Regions from separate parts of the Pan troglodytes genome. Here all the other regions are linked to region 1. The links are chromatin contacts, called in public HiChIP or PLAC-seq maps. All regions are on one chromosome and are shown on one strand. Each heading gives the region's core, a stretch centred on a gene start, on an enhancer-like site or on the middle of the called end of the contact. The rest is flanking DNA. Distances are from core to core; before and after follow the strand shown.

What was found. HiChIP or PLAC-seq counts read pairs in DNA pulled down with a chosen protein or histone mark.
Region 2: an H3K4me3 HiChIP or PLAC-seq map of stem cell-derived excitatory neurons shows a contact between it and region 1, with 11 times the contacts expected there. The contact joins the promoter of ARRB2 here to the promoter of C17H17orf107 in region 1. A contact is called at or near these places in 1 of 7 Hi-C or Micro-C datasets (blood) and 1 of 1 datasets of contacts at active chromatin or transcription factors (stem cell-derived excitatory neurons).
Region 3: an H3K4me3 HiChIP or PLAC-seq map of stem cell-derived excitatory neurons shows a contact between it and region 1, with 15 times the contacts expected there. The contact joins the promoter of MED11 here to the promoter of C17H17orf107 in region 1. A contact is called at or near these places in 3 of 7 Hi-C or Micro-C datasets (induced pluripotent stem cells and stem cell-derived neural progenitor cells) and 1 of 1 datasets of contacts at active chromatin or transcription factors (stem cell-derived excitatory neurons).

What each region holds. Positions count from the first base shown.
Region 1 is chr19:15,411,979-15,416,871 of NHGRI_mPanTro3-v2.0_pri, reverse strand. C17H17orf107 (chromosome 17 C17orf107 homolog) reads right to left here and starts at 2,235. Exons shown (of 4, transcript XM_003315324.7): 1 at 1,983-2,235; 2 at 1,666-1,875; 3 at 1,380-1,574; 4 at 1,095-1,378. The coding sequence starts at 2,048. The coding sequence ends at 1,268. It overlaps CHRNE (cholinergic receptor nicotinic epsilon subunit), which reads left to right. Exons shown (of 12, transcript XM_016931303.3): 6 at 164-264; 7 at 599-799; 8 at 883-997; 9 at 2,229-2,343; 10 at 2,427-2,613; 11 at 2,698-2,804; 12 at 2,914-3,149. The coding sequence ends at 3,069. MINK1 (misshapen like kinase 1) reads right to left here. Exons shown (of 32, transcript XM_016931299.4): 32 at 3,746-4,605. The coding sequence ends at 4,522.
Region 2 is chr19:15,231,672-15,236,564 of NHGRI_mPanTro3-v2.0_pri, reverse strand. ARRB2 (arrestin beta 2) reads right to left here and starts at 1,902. Exons shown (of 15, transcript XM_009431656.4): 1 at 1,568-1,902. The coding sequence starts at 1,590.
Region 3 is chr19:15,253,335-15,258,227 of NHGRI_mPanTro3-v2.0_pri, reverse strand. MED11 (mediator complex subunit 11) reads right to left here and starts at 2,873. Exons shown (of 3, transcript XM_016931279.3): 1 at 2,690-2,873; 2 at 2,358-2,488; 3 at 653-1,309. The coding sequence starts at 2,774. The coding sequence ends at 1,268. CXCL16 (C-X-C motif chemokine ligand 16) reads left to right here. Exons shown (of 6, transcript XM_511288.7): 6 at 1-707.

The DNA of each region.
Region 1 (4,893 bases), core at 986-3,485:
CGCGGCCGGAGGTACAGATGGGAACAGAGGCGCGCGGGCTGGGCTTGGGTGAAGGGGTGGGCTTGGGATCGCGGCCCCGCTAGATCCCAGCTTCCAGGGCTGGGCCTGAGGCCGGGGCCCAGGTCAGAGCTTCTGGGGTGGGCTCCCGGCCCTGGCTCCGCAGCTCTCAGACGTACAATGCCGAAGAGGTGGAGTTCACTTTTGCCGTAGACGACGACGGCAAGACCATCAACAAGATCGACATCGATACAGAGGCCTATACTGGTGAAGCCCCTGCCTGCTCAGAAAAACCCGCTTCTAGACGGGGTCCAGAGAGGGGACTTCCAGGGTGGGCTTGCCCCGGACCAACGACACTGGAGGATGACTTCCACAACTGGGTTTAGCTTACCCCTGTCCTGAAATCATTCTCGATTGTTACTCTAGTCCTGCCTTCTGGCTTTCCATACCCTCAACGAGAATGCCCTTTTCTGTCCGTAATTGCCCCCATCCTGACGGCCCATGACCCTGGTGCAGACAGCCGCAGCCTCCTCTTCAGCCCGCTGTCAGCTCGGCGGGCGCCCCGCTCTGACAGCCAGCTGACCGTGCCCCCGTCCCGCAGAGAACGGCGAGTGGGCCATCGACTTCTGCCCGGGGGTGATCCGCCGCCACCACGGTGGTGCCACCGACGGCCCAGGGGAGACTGACGTCATCTACTCGCTCATCATCCGCCGGAAGCCGCTCTTCTACGTCATTAACATCATCGTGCCCTGTGTGCTCATCTCGGGCCTGGTGCTGCTCGCCTACTTCCTGCCGGCGCAGGGTAAGCAGTGGCCCCGAACCTACCCCCAAACCCGGGCTCGCTCCCGCGGAGGCGGGGCCCGCTCTCACTGGCTCTCCCTCCAGCCGGCGGCCAGAAATGCACGGTCTCCATCAACGTCCTGCTCGCCCAGACCGTCTTCTTGTTCCTCATTGCCCAGAAAATCCCAGAGACGTCTCTGAGCGTGCCGCTCCTGGGCAGGTGAAGGCAGAGCCCCCGCGGGGGTGTGGCCAGTGTGAAGGGCGGGGCCGGGGAGGTTGTCGGGTGGGGGCGTGGCCAAAACCCAGAGACCCCGGGAAAAGCTCTGGCTGTCTCGCCCCGCCCTGGGCTTTATTCGGACGCTGGGTGGGGCTGGTACGGGGATGGAGTCCCTAGTCCGCCGTCCTCCTCACTGCTGCTGGACGTCACCTGAGTAGCTCTGTTGGGGGACAGTCCGGCTCAGTGCCTCCCTAGCCCCGCCGCCTCTGGCCCCTAACTCACTCCGTGTCCTGAGCTCACCGGTTCTCCGGGGATTCCGAGGCCTAGCTGCTGTTGCCACTGTCGCAGGAATGAGGCAGACCCCTGCAGACCCCTGCAGACCCCGTCCACACAGGCATAGCCACGCTCCCTGGACTAGGAACCGAGCGCTGGCGCCCACCGCAGCCCCAGCTTGCCGAGCCCCCTGCCCTGCGGCCTGGGCTACCCGGCTCAGCGCTGCACCCGGATCCCTGCCGTCTGGGGCTGGGCCCGCGCTGCCGTCTAGTCGCCGTGCCTTCTGCTGCAGCCACAGGGCTGAGATCTGCATTGGGGGCACAGGGGTTAGCGGGGAGGCAGAGGTCCTTGTTCCCGCTGCCCGATCGCCGCGTATCCTAAGCCCCCCAGTACCCCACCTCTAACAAGGTGGTGCCGAAGCTCACGAGGCTGGCTGTGGCTTCTCTTAACACCAGCCCCAGGGTGGGCTTCGGGGCAGGCAGCATCCCCTGCATCTTCGGTTCCGGTGGCTCCAGGGACTTCAGCTCTCTGAACCTCTGCTCCAGATATTCATGGGCTGCGGCCACGGAGAGTTCCAGGGAAGACAGAAGCGGCGGCTGGAGGGCCACCTGGAGAAGGAGCAGAGCAGTAGAGTAGCAGGGCAGGGGTCACAGGGGCGAACAGGAGACCTACCCAGAAGGTCTCGAGGTGCAGCCCTTGGCGGGCGTAGCCTCACCTCGGTGGAGCTGTGGAAGTGGTAGATCCACATCAGGGTGTCCAGGGAGCTGGGGGTCCCCTTCATGGCCGCCACAAGTGGTAGGACAGGAGAAGGGCTGGGGGACGCGTCTGTCGTCGTGTAGGGGGCGCAGCTGGAGGGCGTAACCAGCCCGTACCAGGAGAAGCCGTGTTTGTGAGGTCAGCGCGCGGCGCCTTTGGTAGCTGGGAGGAGGAACGGTGATGTCATGCCTTCCGGGCTCCTCAGGTTCCTTATTTTCGTCATGGTGGTCTCCACGCTCATTGTCATGAATTGCGTCATCGTGCTCAACGTGTCCCTGCGGACGCCCACCACCCACGCCATGTCCCCGCGGCTGCGCCACGTAAGCGCGGAGGGGGCGGTGCAGCCCGGGTGGGGGTGGGGCTTCGTACTAACCCCGTCCCCTAAGCCCCGCCCCTGCCCCAGGTTCTCCTGGAGCTGCTGCCGCGCCTCCTGGGCTCCCCGCCGCCCCCCGAGGCCCCCCGGGCCGCCTCGCCCCCAAGGCGGGCGTCGTCGGTGGGCTTATTGCTCCGCGCGGAGGAGCTGATACTGAAAAAGCCACGGAGTGAGCTCGTGTTTGAGGGGCAGAGGCACCGGCACGGGACCTGGACGGGTGAGCACAGTGGCCCGGGGGGCCGCGTGGGGTGCCTGCCACGGGGGAGGCTCCTAAGGCCCACCCCGGTGTTTTCCCCGCCAGCTGCCTTCTGCCAGAGCCTGGGCGCCGCCGCCCCCGAGGTCCGCTGCTGTGTGGATGCCGTGAACTTCGTGGCTGAGAGCACGAGAGATCAGGAGGCCACCGGCGAGGTGGGACAGGAGCCAGAGGCGGGTGGAGCGCGGCAGAGGCCCACCACTGTCTCCCATGCCGCTGGCTCCTGCAGCTGCCTCTTTACTGACTGTGCCGACCCTTCCCCAGGAAGTGTCCGACTGGGTGCGCATGGGGAATGCCCTTGACAACATCTGCTTCTGGGCCGCTCTGGTGCTTTTCAGCGTGGGCTCCAGCCTCATCTTCCTCGGGGCCTACTTCAACCGAGTGCCTGATCTCCCCTACGCGCCGTGTATCCAGCCTTAGCGCGCACCGACTTCAATTTCCCACCCATCTCCAGTAGGAAATTGATTTTGAAAAAGTAGGCTGCCGCCACCACGGCATTATGATCCCTTCCCCCTGCTGATCAATCTGCAGTTTGTGAACTTCACAAGAATGGTGTGTGCCCGCTCCCTGGCGTGTGTAGGCCTGGCCGCAGTCCAGGGGTCAGCAGGAGGAAACGGTTCACAAAGGCTCTCAGGTGCCGTCTTCCAGAAAGCAAGGACTGCCCTTCATTCAGCCTTGCTGACCTCCCAGCCTTTCTCAGGCTCAGCCCCACGGGACTCTGGTGGCTGCCAGCTTGTGGGCTATCTATCTATATTCCTCTCATAGCCAAACAGGAGCCCCCTTTGCAGGACTTGCACACAGGGAGGCTGTAGCCAGGAAACCCACTTCTTCCCTGGTCTGGCTCTGCTGGAGCGGGTGGGAACCAAACACCTTCAGTGCTGGTGGCCCTCAGGCCCAAAGGTTTAAGGCTGAGGCGGCCCTGACCCTTCCACAGTCATTTCTTCTAGGTTTTCTTGGCCCAGCACTGCCCATCCCACCCCATGAGGCTCACTCATTGCAGATCCCAGCCCACCATGCCCCTTTCTTCCCCACCCTGGAGGCTCTCTCTGCCTAGTCTACAGGACTGACAGAAAGCAAGGACATGCGGCCTGCATGGTGGGAGCTGGTTGAATTGTCTTTATTAACAAACAGGATATCCAAGGCCACTACATTGAGGAGGGGTGGGGGGGGGGAGGGAGGAGGAGGGTTACTTGCTGCTCACACTATATACAGATGCAAGCAAGGGGCGTGGAGAGTGAGGGCTCCCTGCTCCCTCCCTCCCCCGGGGAAGGGCATGGGCTAGAAGAGGAGATGGGGGTCGGGAATGGGGGGAATGTTTTGGCTGGCGGGGTCCCCCCTCCATTCCCTGGAGTTTGGGGGAAGGGGAATCATTAAAGTGCTTTCAGAAAATGAAGAAATGGTCCCTGCCCCTGGAGTGGCTGGTGACCCCCCAAAAATCTAGGGCCCAGTGACCCCCCCCAGGGTCTGGTACATTCAAGGGGGGAGCCGGCTCCCCTGACGTGCAAATAAAGGGGTCCAGGGCCCTGCCCAGTCAGCAGCAGTGGGGTAAGGGGTTCAAGCCCCAAGCACTCTCCTCTTAAATGGAGAAAAGGGGGGAGGGGCTAGGCCCGCTCAATTCCTGGGAAGGGGAAGCTGTGTCCCTCCCCAGAAGCTGGGGACAGGCACAGTTTTGGGAAGAGGACATGTTGGGGAAGAGGATGGTCACGTGATCACGAAAGCATCAGGGGTCAGAGGTCACGTTCCCAGCAGGCTCCAGTGAAATCAAACCAGTAAAAGCAAAAGCCCAGGGAGGGGAAAGAGGGGCGGCCCGGGAAGCCTGGCTGCAGGGGGAGAGCTGGGTCCAGTGTGGGACAGCCCCAGCCCAGGGCCCCGTCACCAGTTCATGATGCAGTTACGGTTCAGAGTCATGAAGTAAACTTGGCTGCTGCCCCCAGAGCGGACTGAGGCAAAAAACACCTGGGTGGGGCAGGAGAAGTAGTCACCAAGGGCTGGGGTTGGGGGGGGGGGGTGTCAACTGGGAGAGGGAGAGAAGGGAAGAAGGGGTGGCAGAAGAGGTGAGGGAGACACAGAGACTGCAGGAGGAGACTCACAGTGCCCCTCACCCAGAGGAAAGGCTGGGATGTTAGGGGAGAGGGTGCACCACTCGCCCCCTGGGGGCCAGCTGGGAAGTCCTCGGAAGCTGAAGGGAGCGCAGGGCAGCGGTAGTGGCTGACTGCCCTCCGAGCTCCCAGAGGGGCCCGCTTT
Region 2 (4,893 bases), core at 653-3,152, 180 kb after region 1:
AGGCAAAGGGTATGGAGGGCCCCAGGTATTCCTAACCAATAAAAGAGAATACACATCGATATGGTAGCCGCTAGAATAAACACCCTATCTTTCATCCCAACTTGGGAGCTGAGTGCCGTGGCATCATCCAGGCTCTCCCTCCCCTTTGCTTCTGGTTTTCCTCTTTGTCCCAGGGTGTCCTCCCATTAGGAGCCCTGGCACAGGGCTGTGACAGCCACAATCAGTGGGCCAACTGGAGTGTGGTTCTGGGGCAATTGCCCTGGAGCAGCTGCAAGGCACCTGCCCTTTGGATCCTAACCCAGCCACCTCCTGCCAGGCTGGGGAGGAGCAGCATGCATATACTAGGCTGGCCAAGGAGGCAGAGTGTGGGGATGACCAGGGAGGTGCCCAGTGGGAGCAGGGGTAGCTGAAGCAGATGTCCTTTCACACTTCCTGCTATTCGCTCCATTTCCTGTGGCCCAGAATTTGATGGGGGTGAGGGAAATTGTGCCAAGTTAGCAGTCCCCTTTGGTCCATCTGTCCCACTCCCTGAACCACATGACGGAAATCAGGGGCCTCCCACAAGTCAGCAACTTCCCCTTTCTCTGGGATGTTTAAACCCTGATCCAGGAGACCGATCATCTCTCTGATGATCTCTTTCTGATGCTCGTCCACTTGATGCTCAGAAACCCGGGTTCTCATACTCTATAGGTTGGAAGTGGGGTTGATATGATGTTTTGCAGAGCAAGCCAGAGCTCAGGACCAATTCCCTATTCCTGATACCCTCTGAGTTGAGGCCTACAGCCCCAACCTTTTCGTCTTTTGCTCCCGCTCCCCTGGGACTCAGGCATCCACCCCTTGCCCCTTGGGGGTGTTGAGTCACAACAGGAAGTGGATTTTGCTAGAGACCAAAAAAGAGAACTCGGGGTATCAGTGGAAGGAAAGAGCCTCGATTGCACAGAAAACATCCGGGGAGTGGACGCGCGCCCAGGGCGAATACTGCCTCCCCCACCCCCAGAGAGAGGGATACGATCTAGTTTCAGGGAGGGTCGCCACGCACTCGGCTCCCCCAAGATGAAGCTGTTGCTCCTGGCAACCCAAGGGAAGGTAGAAGTTTGGGTGAGGAGCCACCCGGCCCTCGGGACAGGTGTGGGCAGCGCGACTACCTGGGGGATATTGGACAGGAGGCTTTCCATTGGCTTGGCGCGAGTCTGGAGTGGATCCCCCACCTCCCGGCATCCAGCCTCCCCGTACACGACCCCTCGGGGCCAGCCACCTGCTCCTCCTTCCTCCGTCCCTGCATCGCAGCCTGCACGGGAGAGCCCAGTAGTCTGGCCCCACATCCCTGCGAGAACCCCGACACCGGTTTTTCTGATCCCCCTCAGGCCTCGCTTTCTGCAGGGGCCCGGGCATTTCCCCCCCACCCTCATTATCCTCGAGGACCTGCGCGTGCGGCCCCGGATGGCTGTCCCTAGGGACCCAGGCGTCCGGCCCCCAGATCCTCTCCGCTGCGCCCTCGTCTGGGACCGTCCCAGCCCCCGCCCCGAGCCGCCGCCCATGCCCCGCCGCGTGGCCCCACCTCCCTTACCTGGTCCCGGGTTTCTCCCCCATGGTGCGCGCGCCCGCCGCCCGCTCGGTTCGCGGCTCGCTCGCAGCCTCCTCGCCCGCTGCCAAGATCCCTGCTCCTCCCCGCGCCAATGCGCACGCGCGCCCTCCGCGCTCTCGCCTCTTCCCCCTCCCTCCCGGCCCCGCTCTGGTCTGGGGGAACCGGGGCCAGATGCGTCAGCCGGATCGCGCGCGCCGCGGCACTGCCCGCCCTCTCCTAGCAGACACGCGGGGCCATTGGCTCCGCCCCCAGCCCTTCGCGCTCCTTCCCAGCCTGGTAGCCCTCCCCCGCGCGCGGGGCCCGCTCCCGCTCCTCCCGCCCATCTCCCCGCCCCGCTGCAACCCCTTGAAACCGATTGGACCCCCCTAAACCAAGGCGCCCGCCTTCCAGGGGATCTAAGTCTTTCGATTGGCCTTCGGCATCCAGAACCTGCAGGGGTCTCCTCCCCTTTGTTTGCTTTCTCAGTGGCGGTGGGGGCGACCGGGCTGCTGGGGGCTGTGGAATGAGCTGAAGCGCCGTCTGGGAAGGAGGATGGTGGGGGGGAACACGTGGGTGAGCGGTTCAATTGCGTGATGCTTGCTTCAGTGCGCGCCGCTCACCTGCTCCACTCGGAGCGTACCGCCTTCTGTGGCCAGCCCTCCCGCTTCTTCACTGCAGCGTGTCAGCTCCTCCTGGTGTTTGCATTTGATCTTCGCAGGGTTCCCTTTTCCAATGTCTCTGACTATCCATCTCCTTCACCCACCCATCCCAGCTAACATCCACTCACTCACCCGCTCCCATCCATCGGTCCATCTATGGACCCATCCATCCGTGCCTATGTTATGCTATTCACTATGCCAATCGATGGGGACACATACGAATTACCATGGCCCCTGCCTTCCTAGAATAGTTGAGGAGACACATACACAGGTATTACCCAGGAATGCTATTACAGAGGTCTGAGTCAGAAGACACAGCCGCTAACAGCAATTGGCCCGGGCGGGGGTGGAGGGAGTGCAGGCTGTCCAGAGCGGGGAACGGATGAGGACAGTCTTTCTGAAGGATGCGCAGAAGTTTTTTTTCTTTTTCTTTTTCTTTTTTTTTTTTTTTTTTGAGACAGTCTCACTCTGTCGCCGAGGCTGGAGTGCAGTGGTGAGAGGTGACAGCGTGCTGGCAGCCCTCACTCGCTCTCGGCGCCTCCTCGGCCTTGGAACCCACTCTGGCCGCGCTTGAGGAGCCCTTCAGCCCTCCACTGCACTGTGGGAGTTCCTTTCTGGGCTGTCCAAGGCCGGAGCCGGTTCCCTCAGCTTGCGGGGAGGTGTGGAGGGAGAGGCGCGGGCGGGAACCGGGGTTGCGCGCGGTGCTTGCGGGCCAGCGCGAGTTCCGGGTGGGCGTGGGCTCGGCGGCCCCGCACTCGGAGTGGCCGGCCAGCCCCGGGCAGTGAGGGGCTTAGCACCTGGGCCAGCAGCTGCTGTGCTCAATTTCTCGCTGGGCCTTAGCTGCCTTCCCTCGGGGCAGGGCTCGGGACCTGCAGCCCGCCATGCCTGAGCCTCCCCTCCCCCTCCGTGGGCTCCTGTGCGGCCCGAGCCTCCCCGATGAGCACCGCCCCCTGCTCCAAGGCACACAGTCCCATCGACCACCCAAGGGCTGAGGAGTGCAGGCACACGGCACAGGACTGGCAGGCAGCTCCACTTGCGGCCCCCAAGCGGGATCCACTGGGTGAAGCCAAATGGGCTCCTGAGTCTGGTGGGGACTTGGAGAACCTTTATGTCTAGCTAAGGGATTGTAAATACACCAATCGGCACTCTGTATCTAGCTCAAGGTTTGTAAACACACCAATCAGCACCCTGTGTCTAGCTGTGGGTTTGTGAATGCACCAATCCACACTCTGTATCTAGCTAATCTAGTGGGGACTTGGAGAACTTTTGTGTCTAGCTCAGGGATTGTAAATGCACCAATCAGCACCCTGCCAAAACAGACCAATCAGCTCTCTGTAAAATGGACCAATCAGCTCTCTGTAAAATGAACCAATCAGCAGGATGTGGGTGGGGCTGATTAGAGAATAAAAGCAGGCTGCCTGAGCTAGCAGTGGCGATGCCTTTGGGTACTCTTCTGTTAAGGTAGACCGTTTGTTCTTTTGCTTTTTGCAGTTAAATGGTGCTGCTGCTGCTTCCTCTTTGGGTCCATACTGCCTTTATGAGCTGTAACACTCACTGTGGAGGTCTGCAGGTTCACTCCTGAAGTCAGCATAAACCACAAACCCACCAGGAAGAATGAACAACTTCGGAGACACGGCCTTAAGAGGGTTAACACCACAGAGGTCTGCAGCTTCACTCTTAAGCCAGCAAGACCACGAACCCACCAGAAGGAAGAAACTCCGAACACATCTGAACGTCATGAAGGAACAAACTCCGGATATGCTGCCTTATAAGAACTTTAACACTTGCTGTGAGGGTCCATGGCTTCATTCTTAAAGTCAGTAAGACCAAGAACTCCATCAATTCTGGACACAGTGGTGTTGTGTTGGCTCACTGCAACTTCCATCTTCTGGGTTCAAGCAGTTCTCCTGCCTCAGTCTCCCGCGTAGCTGGGATTATAGGCGTCCACTACCCTGCCTGGCTAGTTTTTAAATATTTTTTTTTAGTAGAGATGGGGTTTCAATATGTTGGCCAGGTTGCTCTTGAACTCCTGACCTCAGATGATCTGCCTGCGGGGGCCTCCCAAAGTGCTGGGATTATAGATGTGAGCCACTGTGCCCAGCCTTTTTTTTTTCTTTTTTATGAGATGGAGTCTCACTCTGTCACCCTGGCTGGAGTGCAGTGGCGGGATCTCGGCTCACCAAAACCCCTGCCTCCTGGGTTCAAGCAATTCTCTGCCTCAGCCTCGTGAGTAGCTGGTGTATTACAGGCACCTGCAACGCCTGGCTACTTTTTGTATTTTTAATAGAGACGGGGTTTCACCATGTTGGCCAAGCTGGTCTCGAACGCCTGACCTTGTGTTCCACCTGCCTCAGCCTCCCAAAGTGCTGGAATTACAGGTGTGAGCCACCGCGCCCGGCCGGGCAGAAGTTGAGGAAGGGCATTTCAAAGAGAAAGACAAGGCACGTCCTGTTGCGTAGTGTTGGTGGGGAAGTCTGGAACAGGCTGTGGAGGAGTTTGTATAGCAGATGGAATGAGATTGAGGGCCGCACAGAAGGACATGTGGAACCAGTACTGGTTTTTAAAGCAGAGGGGGTTGGGTTCAGTGGCTCACACTTGTAATCCCAGTACTTTGGGAGGCCGAGGGGGGCGGATCACCTGAGGTCAGGAGTTCGAGACCAGTCTGGCTAA
Region 3 (4,893 bases), core at 1,624-4,123, 160 kb after region 1:
ATAATAACTTGGACAAATTCTATGTGTATTTTGTTTTGTTTTGCTTTGCTTTGTTTTGAGACGGAGTCTCGCTCTGTCACCCAGGCTGGAGTGCAGTGGCATGATCTCGGCTCACTGCAACCCCCATCTCCCAGGTTCAAGCGATTCTCCTGCCTCCTCCTGAGTAGCTGGGATTACAGGTGCTCACCACCACACTCGGCTAATTTTTTGTATTTTTAGTAGAGATGGGGTTTCACCATGTTGACCAGGCTGGTCTCGAACTCCTGACCTGGTGATCTGCCCACCCAGGCCTCCCAAAGTGCTGGGATTAAAGGTGTGAGCCACCATGCCTGGCCCTATGTGTGTTTTTTAACTACTAAAAATTATTTTTGTAATGATTGAGTCTTCTTTATGGAAACAACTGGCCTCAGCCCTTGCGCCCTTACTGTGATTCCTGGCTTCATTTTTTGCTGATGGTTCCCCCTCGTCCCAAATCTCTCTCCCAGTACACCAGTTGTTCCTCCCCCACCTCAGCCCTCTCCTGCATCCTCCTGTACCCGCAACGAAGGCCTGGGCTTTCCCACCCTCCCTCCTTAGCAGGCGCTGTGCTGGGACACCATACGGGTTGGTTTCACTTCCTCAGTCCCTTGCCTACCCCAGTGAGAGTCTGATCTTGTTTTTATTGTTATTGCTTTTATTATTATTAAAACTCTAGTTCTTGTTTTGTCTCTCCGAATGAAGAAGTATGTATCTTCGTTAGGCCAAGTCTGCGGGAAGCCTGGGGCAGCAGCATGAAGTGTTTGAGGAAGTGGGTTGGGTATGTCAGTTTCCATCTCCTCTCTGAGCCTGTCAGGGTGTTTCTGGAGTGCAGAGGAGGAGCACCCTGCTGGAGAGGCCAGGGCATAGCTGTGGGCAGGCTCGGGCTTCAGTTTTTCCATGCCTACCATTTGCCCCTTTGTCCTAGGGTACTTTGACCAGCAGGGTATGTTGGTGCTCATACTCCCCACCCTACATGTTCCCAGGTTCTGTCCCATGGCACAGGTGATGGTCTCCCTCTCAGCTCTGGGTCCATCTCCCTGGCCTAGTTCTCCAGCATCTGCTCACAGGTTCGAGCCACATCACTGAGCTTGAGGCGGGCATAGTCCACTCGCTTCAGAGCCATCTGACAGTCCTTCCTCGAAGAGTAGCTGGAGCCCTCATGGGGCTGCCCTGTGGCCACCTACAAGACAGACTATCAATGGAGCACCATCTCCTTTACCCTAACTCCAACCAGGCATCAGGTCTTGTCTCATTTCTTTCCCGAGTTTGAATTTGTTAGGCCACCTGGTAGCTGGGTAAATAAATCATTTAACTTATGTTAATCTTGCCTGTAAAATGGGGGTGACAATAACTACTTCCTAGAGTTGTTGAGGATTAGATAAAGTAATGCAGAGTATCTGGCACACCATAAAAATTAGTAATGGTAGTGGTCCCTGCGACGATTTCAGAACCTTCTCAATCCTGTCCCTCTTCTCAGGATATAAGGATTTGGGACCTCGTGGCCTGGAGGTCAGGCCAAGTTTCCAGTGACAAAGTTCTGTAGTTCTAGCATTAGTTACACATCTTCTGCTAGGCACATGTGATGTTACCCAGTGAGGTATGCAGGGCCACCTTTAATTCTTTCATTTTATTATTTATTATTTTTTGAGACAGAGTTTTTGCTCTGTTACCCAGGCTGGAGTGCAATGGCATGATCTCGGCTAAGTACAACAACCTCCGCCTCCTGGGTTCAAGCGATTCTCCTGCCTCAGCCTTCCAAGTAGCTGGGATTACCGGTACTCACCACCAAGCCCGGCTTTTTTTTTTTTTTTTTTTTTTTTTTTTGGAGACAGTCTTGCTTTGTCACCCAGGCTGGAGTGCAGTGCTGCAATCTTGGCTCACTGCAACCTCCACCTCCTGGGTTCAAGCGACTCTCCTGCCTCACCCTTCCAAGTAGCTGGGATTACAGGTGCCCGCTACCAGCCCAGCTAATTTTTGTATTTTTAGTAGAGATGGAGTTTCACCATGTTGGCCAGGCTGGTCTCGAACTCCTGACCTCAGATGATCCACCCGCCTCAGCCTCCCAAAGTGCTGGGATTACAGGAGTGAGCCACCGCGCCTGGCCTAATTTTTATATTTTTAGTAGAGACGAGGTTTCACCGTGTTGGCCAGGCTGGTCTCGAACTCTGTCAAGCCACTGCGCCCGGCCCATTCTTTCCTTTTAGAGGAAGAAACCCGCTCTGGATGGCCGGCTGGGGAGGTCTGGTCCTGCCCAGTTAATGCTCCACCCGGGATCACCCAAGCCTGAGGCTTTGACCCAGAGCTGGGGTTCGCTCGCAGAACCCCCCAGACACACCGACCTGGGTGAGGTAGCGGATCTGAGCTGACAGCTCCGCCTCCACGTGTTGCACTGAAGCGGTGAAGGCCGCCGCCTGCCGGTCTAGGAGCCGCTCGTTAGTTTTTTCCTTGGACAATTCTAGGATCACAGTACCTGCCAGGGCGGAGAGAGGGCGGGGACACACGGAGACTGCCAGTGTAGCCTCGCCCTAGGCCAGCCCCTCTCAGTCCCGCCCTTTCGCTGCGCACGGAGGTAGGATTCCCTTCCCAACCCTGCTCCAAGTCCCAGGTCAGCCTGCCGGTGCAGCCCGGTCACGCTTTCGCTCCCCGCTGTCCGGGTTGTCGCATCCCGAACCTGCATTCTGAAGGATGGCGCCGATTTCCCGTTCAATGTCTTCCAGAGCGCGTAGTCTCTCGTTCGCCAGGCTGTAGGTAGCCATTATCACTTTGGGATTTCTCACCAAGAGTGTCTCCTCAGAAACGCGACGCTTGTTCCGGAAGTGGCTCTCGGTGTGCGCCTGCGCAGAGAGCACCGCGTAGCGAGCACTACGATTCCCAGGATGCTCAGCGCAGCCTCGCCTCCTCGTTCCGCTTGATGAACTACAACTCCCAGGGCCTGCTGCGCCTCAGCCACAGGACCACCCGTAGTCAGAGGCGACAGTGGAATATCCCCTAGCCCGAGGCCATTCAGGCCTGTCCATCTTCTTGACACTGTCTGTGGCCTCTAGTTTATTCTACACAAGTTTATTTATTTATGAGACAGTCTTACTCTGTCGTCCAGGTTGGAGTGCAGTCGCAAGATCTCCCTCCCTGCAACCTCCACCTCCCAGGTTCAAGCGATTCTCCTGCTTCAGCTTCCCGGGTGCCTGAGATTATAGGCGCCCGCCACCACGCCCGGCTAATTTTTGTATTTTTAGTAGAGACAGGGTTTCACCATGTTGGCCAGGCTGGTCTCGAACTCGACCTCAAGCGATCCACCCGCTTCGGCCTCCCAAAGTGCTGGGATTACAGGCGTGAGCTGAATCTTAAAGGTGAACTACGTGGATGAGAGCTTGTAGTGGAAAAGGGGGACGGCATAGGCAAGAGCATGGTGCTGTGACGGGAACAGCGCATGTGGAGTCCAGCAAGGGATTCTGCCTGCCTGGAGTGAACGGAGTGTGGTGGGGGTTAGGTATGACAATGGTGAGGCTGGAGAGAGGAGCGGAATCAGGAAAAGGCTTGCAAGCTATGTACTTTGGACTTGAGTCTGAAGACATTTGAGCCTTTAAAGGGTTTTTAAGAAGTGTGTTATGACCAGAATTACCTTTTTTGGAAAGATCGCTTGTAACAGTTTATAGTGGATTATCAAGAATGAAACTAGTTTGCCCAAGGTTAGCAAATGAAGGTTAGACTCAGTTAAACTGAATGGTCTAGCCTGGGGAACATAGTGAGATACTGTCTTTATAAAAAAATTTGGGGGCTGGGCATGGTGGCTCACTCCTGTAATTTCAGCTCTTTGGGATGCTGAGGTGGGAGGATCACTTGAACTAAGGACTTCGAGACCAGCCTGGGCAATATAGTGAGACCCCGTCTCCTATATTTAAAAAATAAAGGCTGGGTGTGGTGGCTCACACCTGTAATCCCAGCACTTTGGGAGGCCGAGGCGGGTGGATCACCTGAGGTCAGGAGTTCGAGACCAGCCTGACCAACATGGAGAAACCCCGTCTCTACTAAAAATACAGAATTAGCTGGGCATGGTGGCGCATGCCTGTAATCCCAGCTACCCAGGAGGCTAAGGCAGGAGAATCACTTGAACCTGGGAGGCGGAGATTGCGGTGAGCTGAGATTGCGCTGTTGCACTCCAGCTGGGGCTACAAGAGTGAAACTCCGTCTCTAATAAATAAATAAATTCAAATAATTTTTTAAAAAGTATAAATTAAAAATTAAAAAAAATAGCCAGTCTTGGTGGCTGATGCCTGTATTCCCAGCTTCTTGGGAGGCTGAGATAGGAGGATTTCTTGAGCCTGAGAGGTCGAGGCTGCAGTGAGCCATGGATTGTGCCACTGCACTCCAGCCTGGGTAACAGAACGCGACCCTGTCTCAAAAAACAAAAAACTTGATGGGTCTGGCATTTGACTTAATCCTTCCCTAAATGCTAATAAAATAACAGAAAGTTGCTTTTTAAAAAAAATTTTATTTTTTGAGACAAGGTCTCACTCTGCTGCCCAGGCTGGAATGCAGTGGCTCAGTCATGGCTCACTGCAGCCTTAAACTCCCATGCTCAAGTGATCCTCTCACTTCAGCCTTCTGAAGAGTTAGGACCATAGATGTGTGCTACCATATCTGGCTAATTTTTAATTTTTTTTGTAGAGACAGGGTCTCATTGTGTTGCCTATGCTGGTCTTGAACTCCTGGACTCAAAGGATCCTCCTGCCTTGGCCTCCCAAAGTGCCAGGATTTCAGGTGTGAGCGTGCTGTGCCTGGCCTAAAGTTGTTTTAAAAAGGAGTCAAAGGGAGAGGAGTTAATAGCAAAACTTGAGACAGATGCTGGAAAACAGACTCATTTTGCAGTGAGGTGGT